Regions from separate parts of the Canis lupus genome. Here region 2 is linked to region 1. A link is a contact called in public Hi-C data. All regions are on one chromosome and are shown on one strand. Each heading gives the region's core, a stretch centred on a gene start, on an enhancer-like site or on the middle of the called end of the contact. The rest is flanking DNA. Distances are from core to core; before and after follow the strand shown.

Region 1 (4,262 bases), core at 543-3,042:
CTAAGAATTTAATGATTGTTAACTATGCCCTAGGCCCTGGGTTTGGACATTTTATATGCATTTTTTTCATTTAATCCTCACCATGGTCATTTGGGAAAGGGGGTATTATCAGCATTCATATTTTGGAGAAAAGAAAATTGAGATTTAAGAGGTTAGCTAAGTTGTCTAACATCACAAACCTAGTCAGTGCACCTCATCATTCAAGTCAGTTATTCACCCTGGGCTCAGCTTCCCTGACTATGAATCGAGGTGTTATCTTCCTCTTCCTCTTTCAGACTTCCCTTTTACCTGGGTTTATTTACCATGTGATTTCACCAGAGAGATAGTTCTGAAGGTAGGGGATTTCTAATGGAGGCCAATGGACAAAGATATTTCCTGGTATATAAACAAATTTGGGAAGAATCAAATTGCACATAAATACTTTGCCTACGTACCTCCACCACTTTCTCTAGTTGGTGCGTCTGACAAAGTTCTCCTCTGATCAGGCATTCTACATGAAAATCCAGTTATATTTTAATATTGTATTTGGCTATTACTTTATTTTATTTATGACCTGGATATGAATATCAGTTGGCCAACTCAGGCAAAAGAAATATAATTCCAGAGAAACAGATACCATCTGTCAGGATGGTAGGAATTTAATATCAACTTTGAGATGAATTGCAAGGCATTTGGGGATGGCTCAGGTCTGAGAGCTTTTCTGGTCCTTGAGTTAGCTGTCTCTGTAGGTATCTGTTGAGAAATCCATCATTTACCCGCCCTCGGTCATGTTCAGGGGTCCACACACATTATGGCGAAGATGTCTCTGCTTTCTGTCAATGAATTTCTGTGCAATACTTGGAGGCTTAGAGTCATTCTGTTACTGCCGTGAACGCATGGCCATCTGCAAATTCTGAGGCTGTCTGTGACCTTTTTTGCTTAAGGCCGCATTCCCCCAAATTCAGTCTTTTTCACACTACCTAAACAATTTCTTAAATTCAGGTATTTTTTGACATATCTGGCATCGTCAGTATTATAACTTAACACTTGAATTTCACTGGAATTGAGTTTAAAATGAAACTTTACTACATGAAATAGAAAAACCAGTATCACTTGCCACAAAGAGAAGGCAGCCACTAACGTCAGTCAGGCGAAATCCAAACAACGTCGTTCCATTCTAGGCGGGCCCCGTCAAGTCACATCCCTCCCAGTCTACACTTCAGCAGTAAAACCAGAAAGACTATCTGCCTCAACGGGGAGAGAACATAAATAGGCTGATATTTCAAGAGTGTAACCTTATTGCTGTTGACACGGTTAGAGGTAGGGTGTGCGACAAGGGAGAGCACAGGACTGGGAAACCTGTTTTGTCAGTGGCACGCAGTGACTGGCGGTGGCCAGGGACAGGTCGTCTCGGTCGGCGGAGCCGTGTTCCTTCCTTCCTAGAAAATACGGTGCCAGGGACGCCCGGGGGTGGGGTGGGGGGGCTCGGCGGTGGAGCGCCCGCCTTCGGCCCAGGACCTGGGATCGAGTCCCACGTCGGGCTCCCCGCATGGAGCCTGCTTGCTTCTCCCTCCGCCTGTGTCTCTGCCTCTCTCTCTCTCTCTTTCTCTCTTCATTAATAATAAAAATAAATAAATAAAAAGAAAAGAACACACGATTCCACCAGCGCTGCGGCGCGCTCCGGGGCCCCCGCCTTCCCTCCGCAGGGGACTACAACCCCCACAGTGCACCGCGCGGCGCCAGCCATGCGGGCCGCCGCGTCCCACAGCTCTGCGTCCGTCCCTCCTACAACTCCCACAAGCCCCCTGGGCCTCGGGGCCCGGCCCGGCGTCGGCTGGAGGCGGAGGCGGAGGCGCGGGAGTTATGGAGGGGGCGGGATCTGCAGGGAAGTGCGTCAGAGAAGGCGCGGGGAGAGTAGGGCGCTGTGGTCTGAGCCGGAGGGGGAAGCTGGCGGGGCCCGAGGATGGGCGGTGAGTGAGCGGGGTCGGCGTCGCCGGGTCGGCGGGCGTTGGCGGCGCTCGGAGGAGGGGCGGGTCCCGCGCCGCGGCGGGCTTGCCCTCGGGCCGGGCGGTCTGGGGAGGGGCCTGGCGCCCCGGGCCCTGGCCGCGACCTGGCCGCGACCTGCCGTGACCCGGCCGCGACCCGGCCGCGACCTGCGCGGAGACGGCGCCGGGTGTCCGGCCCGGGCCCGGGCAGCCGGCCGCCCTGGGTGCCGGCACCTCCGGAGGTCACGGAGGGCCCCGGGATGGACGGGGCCGGGGCCGGGAGAACCCGGGAGCAACTTCGGGAGCGGAGGCCCCGCCGCCTGCGAGCGCTGCGGCCGCAGGGGCGAGGCGGCCCGTGCGCCCCGAGGGTCCGGCGCGGCCCGTGCGCCCCGAGCGCGCTCGTTTTGCCGGATTCAGTTTTCTTTCCGGCTGAGGAGGGATCTTTCAGTTTGCGGATGCGGAGATGCGAGAGTGTGGGGGGCGGGGGGGGGCGGGGGGCGGAGACCCGGCGGCGCCCCGGGAGCTGCAGGCGGCCCAGCCTTGCCCGCAGCCCCGCAGCCCCGCAGCCTCGCAGCCCTCAGCGCTCTGCCAAACCGCTCCAGACTCTCCACCTCGTCGGAGGTTTTCCTCCTCGGAGGAATCTGGGAGGAGCCAGTTTCTCTGCTTCCCCACACTCCAAGCCCGAGAGAACCCCTCAATGCTCTGCAGCTTGAATGAAAATTCAGACTGTCGCGAAGACCTGGTGTCCGGCGCCCCCTGACCCTGAGCATGTGTGTTGTTCGTGCCCGTAATGTGTATGTCCATTTCAGTGTTGTCTGTTTTAGTGTGCAGGTGATAGACTAGAGAACAAGACCTCTGTCTCCGTAGCATCCTGGGTATGTGAGCATCGAATAAGTACTTTCGTGATAATGAGCTTTTATTTTGAACTTAAGAACATGCTTGCCCTTATTTATTTTTATTCCTTAATGACTGCGCGTTGCTTTAAGGGCCAAGGGGTGGGGAACAGGATAAAGGGCGATTTTGAGAGAATTCGTTCCAGAATAATCTGTATTCGTCCTCGAAGTCTGACTTTCTTCTTTCTCCAACTTTCAAACAGAGCAGTCTGAATGCCAGAATGGATAACCGTTTTGCTACAGCATTTGTAATTGCTTGTGTGCTTAGCCTCATTTCCACCATCTACATGGCAGCCTCCATTGGCACAGACTTCTGGTATGAATATCGGAGTCCGGTTCAAGAAAACTCCAGTGATTTGAACAAAAGCATCTGGACCGACTTTGCCAGTGACGAGGCAGATGAAAAGACTTACAATGATGCACTTTTCCGATTTAATGGCACCATGGGATTGTGGAGACGGTGTATCACTATACCTCAAAACACATACTGGTATAGCCCACCAGAAAGGACAGGTATTTCTCTTATTTTAACTTCTGTCTATTTCACCTACTCAAAAATAAACAGTGATGTGATGATGACCCACTTATGTATAAGCAGGTTTGTGGGTTTTTTTTTCTCTCCAAAGAAATAGACCTACGTGTCTCCTCTCTCTCTCTACCACGTACATTCGCTGCCTAACTTCTATGATTTACCGTGATACTCCTTAATAGTGGTTGGATAAGTAACTGTCCTTATCTTGGGAAAGCCATTTTTTTTTTTTATTTTTATTTTATTTTTATTTTTTTTTATTTTTTATTTTTTTATTTTTTTTTTTTGGGAAAGCCATTTTAAATCTCTACTTACTCAGGAAAGTTCTTTTTATTTATCTCACACGTGTCATGAGGAAATGATTTGAAGAATACATCGGGAGACTTAAAATATTTGGTAATTGGTAAAAGGATTAGTATCCAGATCAAATCAACAAATACGAACTGATAATCTTTTTCTGTGTTAGCTGTGTTTTGGTCGTTATTGTCATTTGCCCTGTGAGTCTTAGAGGATAGAATTCGACTGACATTCTTAACATTAAAAAAAATTTTAATTTGCAATTATTAAAATGGAAACTCTAGAGCTCTTTCTAAGGAACAACTTCTAGTTTGTTTTCATTTATGATAACTTTTGTTGACCACTTATTGGGAAGCTCTGTATTCAGTTGGCAGCACAACAGTTACCGTACATCAAAAGGACAATTGTTGTGATTATATAATGGAAAAAAGAAAGTAGTTTGGGGGAGGGTGAAAGTTGGGGGATTGGTTGAAATTAATTGTAAAATGTTCTGGTTCTAATTACGAGAGTATAAGAGCATTTGATGTTTGAATCTTACCAATCATTTTTCATTCATTCAACAAATATTACATGCCTCCG
Region 2 (4,262 bases), core at 632-3,131, 320 kb before region 1:
CAAATTCAGTACGTCCGAAATTACTTCACTTGCCTGCACAACCCAATCCACCTTTCCAGTTTTCTGTATTTGTGGATGACACCATCCTCTTCTTAGGGGCCCATGTTAAAAACATTTTGGATGGCACCTTTCTCCTAAAACCAATCGCTGGGGCAGCCCCGGTGGGCCAACGGTTTAGCGCCGCCTGCAGCCCAGGGCCTGATCCTGGGGTCCCGGGATCGAGTCCCACATCGGGCTCCCTGGGTGAGGCCTGCTTCTCCCTCTGCCTGTGTCTCTGCCTCTCTCTCTAATAAATACATAAAATCTTAAAAAAATAAAATAAAACCAATCGCTGCCTCGTCCTGAGGATTTCCCTCCCCCACCAAACCAGTTGTCCTTGTCCTTGCATTTACCCACAGTTTCCATCTCTCACGAGCATTTGTTGCATCCTGACTTTCACGATGTATTTCCCTCTCTACCAACACTAGATCCTGGAGGATTTCTGTATTAGGGCTGTTAATCCCACAAGTGTCAGCATAGGGCTTGCAAGCGCATAGCAGGTGCTCAACACCTCTTGGAAGAATGGCTGAACGAATGCTGGGATGTTAGGTTTAAACTGCTGTGGGGGCATGGATCGTGCTATATGTGGTTTTGTTTTTTTTGTCCTGCTCCCAGTAGAGTAAAATAGTGGAAGGCATAGGAAAAAAGAAATACATATTTTTTTGAATTGAACCCTGTATTTTTTTAAAAATTTAACTCGGAGTTGCTGCAGCAATCGGCTGTAGTTTTCATTTAAAAACAAACAAAAAAAAACAAACGCCACACACGCTCTGCTTTTTTTTTTTTTTTTTTTTTTTTTCCTGTAAAAGGTTTCTCAGGCGCAGGCCCCAGCGACGAGCCTCCAGGAGCCTGGGCGCCCACCCCTCGCGGTGGCCTGATGCGCGGCGGGGAGGAGCGAGGCGGGCGGGGCAGCCCGGAAGGCCCGGCGAGGGCGGGCGGCCGCGGCGGCCGGAGCGGCTCGGGCTGCGGGCCCAACAATGAGCGGCGCGCGCGCCGGGCCGGGGGGGGCGGGCGGGGCGGGGCGGGGCCGGGGGCGGGGCCCGGGCGGGGGCGGGGCGACGCCTCCGTGGGCTGCAGGCGATTGGAGCCGAGCGACGGGGGGCGGCCCAGCCCCGGGAGAGGGCCGGGGAGCTAACGGGCCGCCCGCGGACGGAGCGCGCCGATTGGAGGGCGCGGAGGGAGACGCGCCGGAGCCGGCCGCCGATTGGCCGCGGCGGGCCGGGGGCGTGGCCAGTGCGCGCCGGAGGGAGCGCGAGGGAGCGGGCGGCCGGCCTGCCAGCCAGCCCCTCGGAGCCCGGGCGTGTGCCGCGAGCCGGGCCGGCGGAGGACCGCGGGGCGGGAGGCGCGAGCCCGGCTCCCGCGCAGCCGCCCGCCGCGGCTCCAGCGCCCCGCTCCCTTCGCTCTCCCGCCGCGCCCCGCTCTGGGGTCTCGGGGAGGGGGAGCGAGGGCAGGACCTGAGCGGGCGGCGAGAGCGGCGAGAGCGGCGAGAGCGGCGCGCGGGGCGGACGGGGTCCCGGCGCGGGGCTCAGCGCGGCCGCCGCTCGCTCTCCCGCCGCCGCCGCCGCCGCCGCCGCCGCCTCGCCCCGGGCGCCCGCACTATGCAGGCGGACCGCCGGCCGCCGCGATGGGGAGCGGGGCGCCGCTGAGAGCCGGGCTCAGCCCTCCCGCTCCGCGACTGCGGGCCGCGGCCGCCGCCGCCCCCGCCCCCGCCCGGGCCGCGCTCCCCCTCTCCCGCCCTCTCCCTCCCCGCGGCGGCGGCTGCTCCTCCTCCCCTCCTCCTCCTCCTCCTCCTCCTCCTCCTCCTCCCTCTCCTCCTCCTCCTCCCCCCCTCCTCCTCCTCCCCCATGCCTCTGTCCCTCCTGCTGCTCCTTATCCTGGTCCTGCTCCTCGAGGACGCCGGAGCCCAGCAAGGTGAGCGGGGCCCGGGAGGGTGCGGGGCCCCGGGACGTGAGCCGGAGGTGCAGATGCACGGGGGGGGGGGGGGGGTGCCTGGGACCCGGTGGGACCTCGCGGGACCGGGCGGCACCCGGCCGGACCCTCCCCTCGCGGGCTTCAGCTGCAAAGGTGGGCTCTGCCTGTGCCCCCCCCCCCCCCCACACACCTGGCGCGCCTTTACTTTTTGACAAAGCCTCTGGCTTTCCTGAAAAGAGAGAAGCGAGACCCGGCTAGGAAGGCCTCCCTCTTGGTAGTGGATTCTTCTCGGGGGAACCTTTGGGAGGAAAAAGAGAAGTTTTGGAGGCGTGATTCCCGAAAGTTAGGCTAAGATGATGGAGAGCCCAGGAGGGCAAGATAATTAAAGAGCGTCTTAAACTAATTGAAGGCAACTGGCGACACTTCTCTTTCGTGGAAATGCTCAGGTTCACACGCGAATGGCCCTGACTGTGGGTAGCTTTGAGCCTTGGGCTCGGGCCTTGCGGTTCAAGGCCCCTTCTGTGACCCCTGGTGGGCTGGGCGGCCTGGGTGCCCCGCCTACGAGCTGTGCTCCCAGATGGAGCACTCCGAGTTACAAGGGTAAGGAGCCCTTTCAGAAAGTGACAAAACTTTCTTTCCCCTACAGACCTTGAAATACCTATTTCAGAATCGAGCAAAACTTATTGAATAATGATCATAATGGAAAGAGAATGCAGGGCCCATTCCTACCCCCCCCCCCCACACCCTTTAGTACTATTTTCAGGCAGCGAACCGCAATGTTTTAATCAGTTTGGCATCAGTTATTGAACACATTTTTCCATTGCATTTCCGTTTTTACTGCAGTGAGAAGGATATGGCTTGGTTTGTTACTTATTGCTGGGAAGATTTTTAAGTTGATCTCCATGTTTAAGTCCAGCTTAAATGTTGCTCTCGAATGGTTTTCAGTAAAGTGTGGAATCATGGCCATAAGCCTGTCATTATGAAGATGCTGAAACTTTGACAGGCATGTGGAAGTATAATCTAACAATAAAGAGAAATATATTTTGCAAACTGACTTCTTTTTGTTCTAGGCACATTCCTACATGTCTAACTTAAAATGTAGAGGCTTAGCGTTCAGGTTTTTAGTTAGATCGTCTTCTTAAATAAATTCTTAAACAGCAGCATTTACTAAATTAAAATGTTGAATCCTTACCCCCAACTGAAGTTTTCGAGTGTATGCTTATATTTTCCTTCTAGTAGGAGGAGGAAAAAAAAAAAAAAAACCAGGAAGGCTTATATACGACCAGCGCTAATTGGGACTTAACTTTGTGGCAGGCGGGCACAATGCTAAGTGGTTTCTCTGTATTAAGACACTTAATCCTTACCATACCCACCTGAGATAAATCGCCTTATCCCATTTCAAACAGAAAGGAACTGAGACACAAAAAATATAAAGTACAGAAAGGAATGTAACTACATAAACAGAATAATCTATTCCTTGATACAGAAAGGAATGTAGCTACCTAAGCAGAATATTCAGTTTTGCTTATTTCTAGGGTGAGAGTGTTTCTATCATGTTTTTAAAAAAATCTTTTTAGAATTTCCTGAACTTGGCCTAATTAACATGCAAATATTATTACCTCATTTTCTTTCCAGGTGTAATTTCAGTTTGTAGCACAGCATTTTAACGAATACATGGTCCTCTTTCACAGTGATGTCTTATATAAATTGTGTAGATTAACACAAATAGAAATCATGGTGGTAATTTAAAAGACCTCTGATTTCTAGTTCTTCTTAGTTGATTGGGTAAATTTTGTGAAGTCATTTCATTTCTTTGTCTATCAGTGATATGAGAATACGTATCTATTTTGTAGCCTAACAAAAGTGAAATGATAGTACATAGGAGTGTTGCAAATGGAAAAGCATAATATAGCTGTGATTATTGTTATTAATTTTGAGTTTATTAAGCTGATAAATAAGAACCAGTTAGGTGGATATCACTGGACACGCAGGAATTGTGTGAAATTTCTATTTTCTAATTTTTAAAAATTCTGTTTTTTACCCAAAAGACCCTGATGCAGACTGTAGTGGAATTGCTTTTAGACCAGTCTTAATTAATCTGACACATGCTTTGGGGTGCACTTGGTATTCTCTCACATAAACTGAGAAGAAGTCTAATTTCAAAATGAGAAGCAGTGTTTTAAAACACCTATAGAATTTTTAATAATGGGATTGTCGACATATTGTAGTGTTAGGTGACAAACTTGAGTTTTTACTATTATAAGAAATCTTAGGAAGAAGACTGAAGAGAAGTAATAAAATAATAGTTGTCT

The links. A called contact is a pair of places that touch in the nucleus more often than the background predicts.
Region 2: a contact with region 1 is called in a Hi-C map of blood, with 2.3 times the contacts expected there. The contact joins the promoter of DCBLD2 here to the promoter of CLDND1 in region 1. A contact is called at or near these places in 2 of 9 Hi-C or Micro-C datasets (both in blood).

What each region holds. Positions count from the first base shown.
Region 1 is chr33:5,741,886-5,746,147 of UU_Cfam_GSD_1.0, reverse strand. CLDND1 (claudin domain-containing protein 1) reads left to right here and starts at 1,792. Exons shown (of 5, transcript XM_038582554.1): 1 at 1,792-1,949; 2 at 3,061-3,370. The coding sequence starts at 3,079. The region is part of intron 2 of GPR15 (G-protein coupled receptor 15); the gene reads right to left.
Region 2 is chr33:6,062,806-6,067,067 of UU_Cfam_GSD_1.0, reverse strand. DCBLD2 (discoidin, CUB and LCCL domain-containing protein 2) reads left to right here and starts at 1,881. Exons shown (of 17, transcript XM_038582558.1): 1 at 1,881-1,950. The coding sequence starts at 1,884.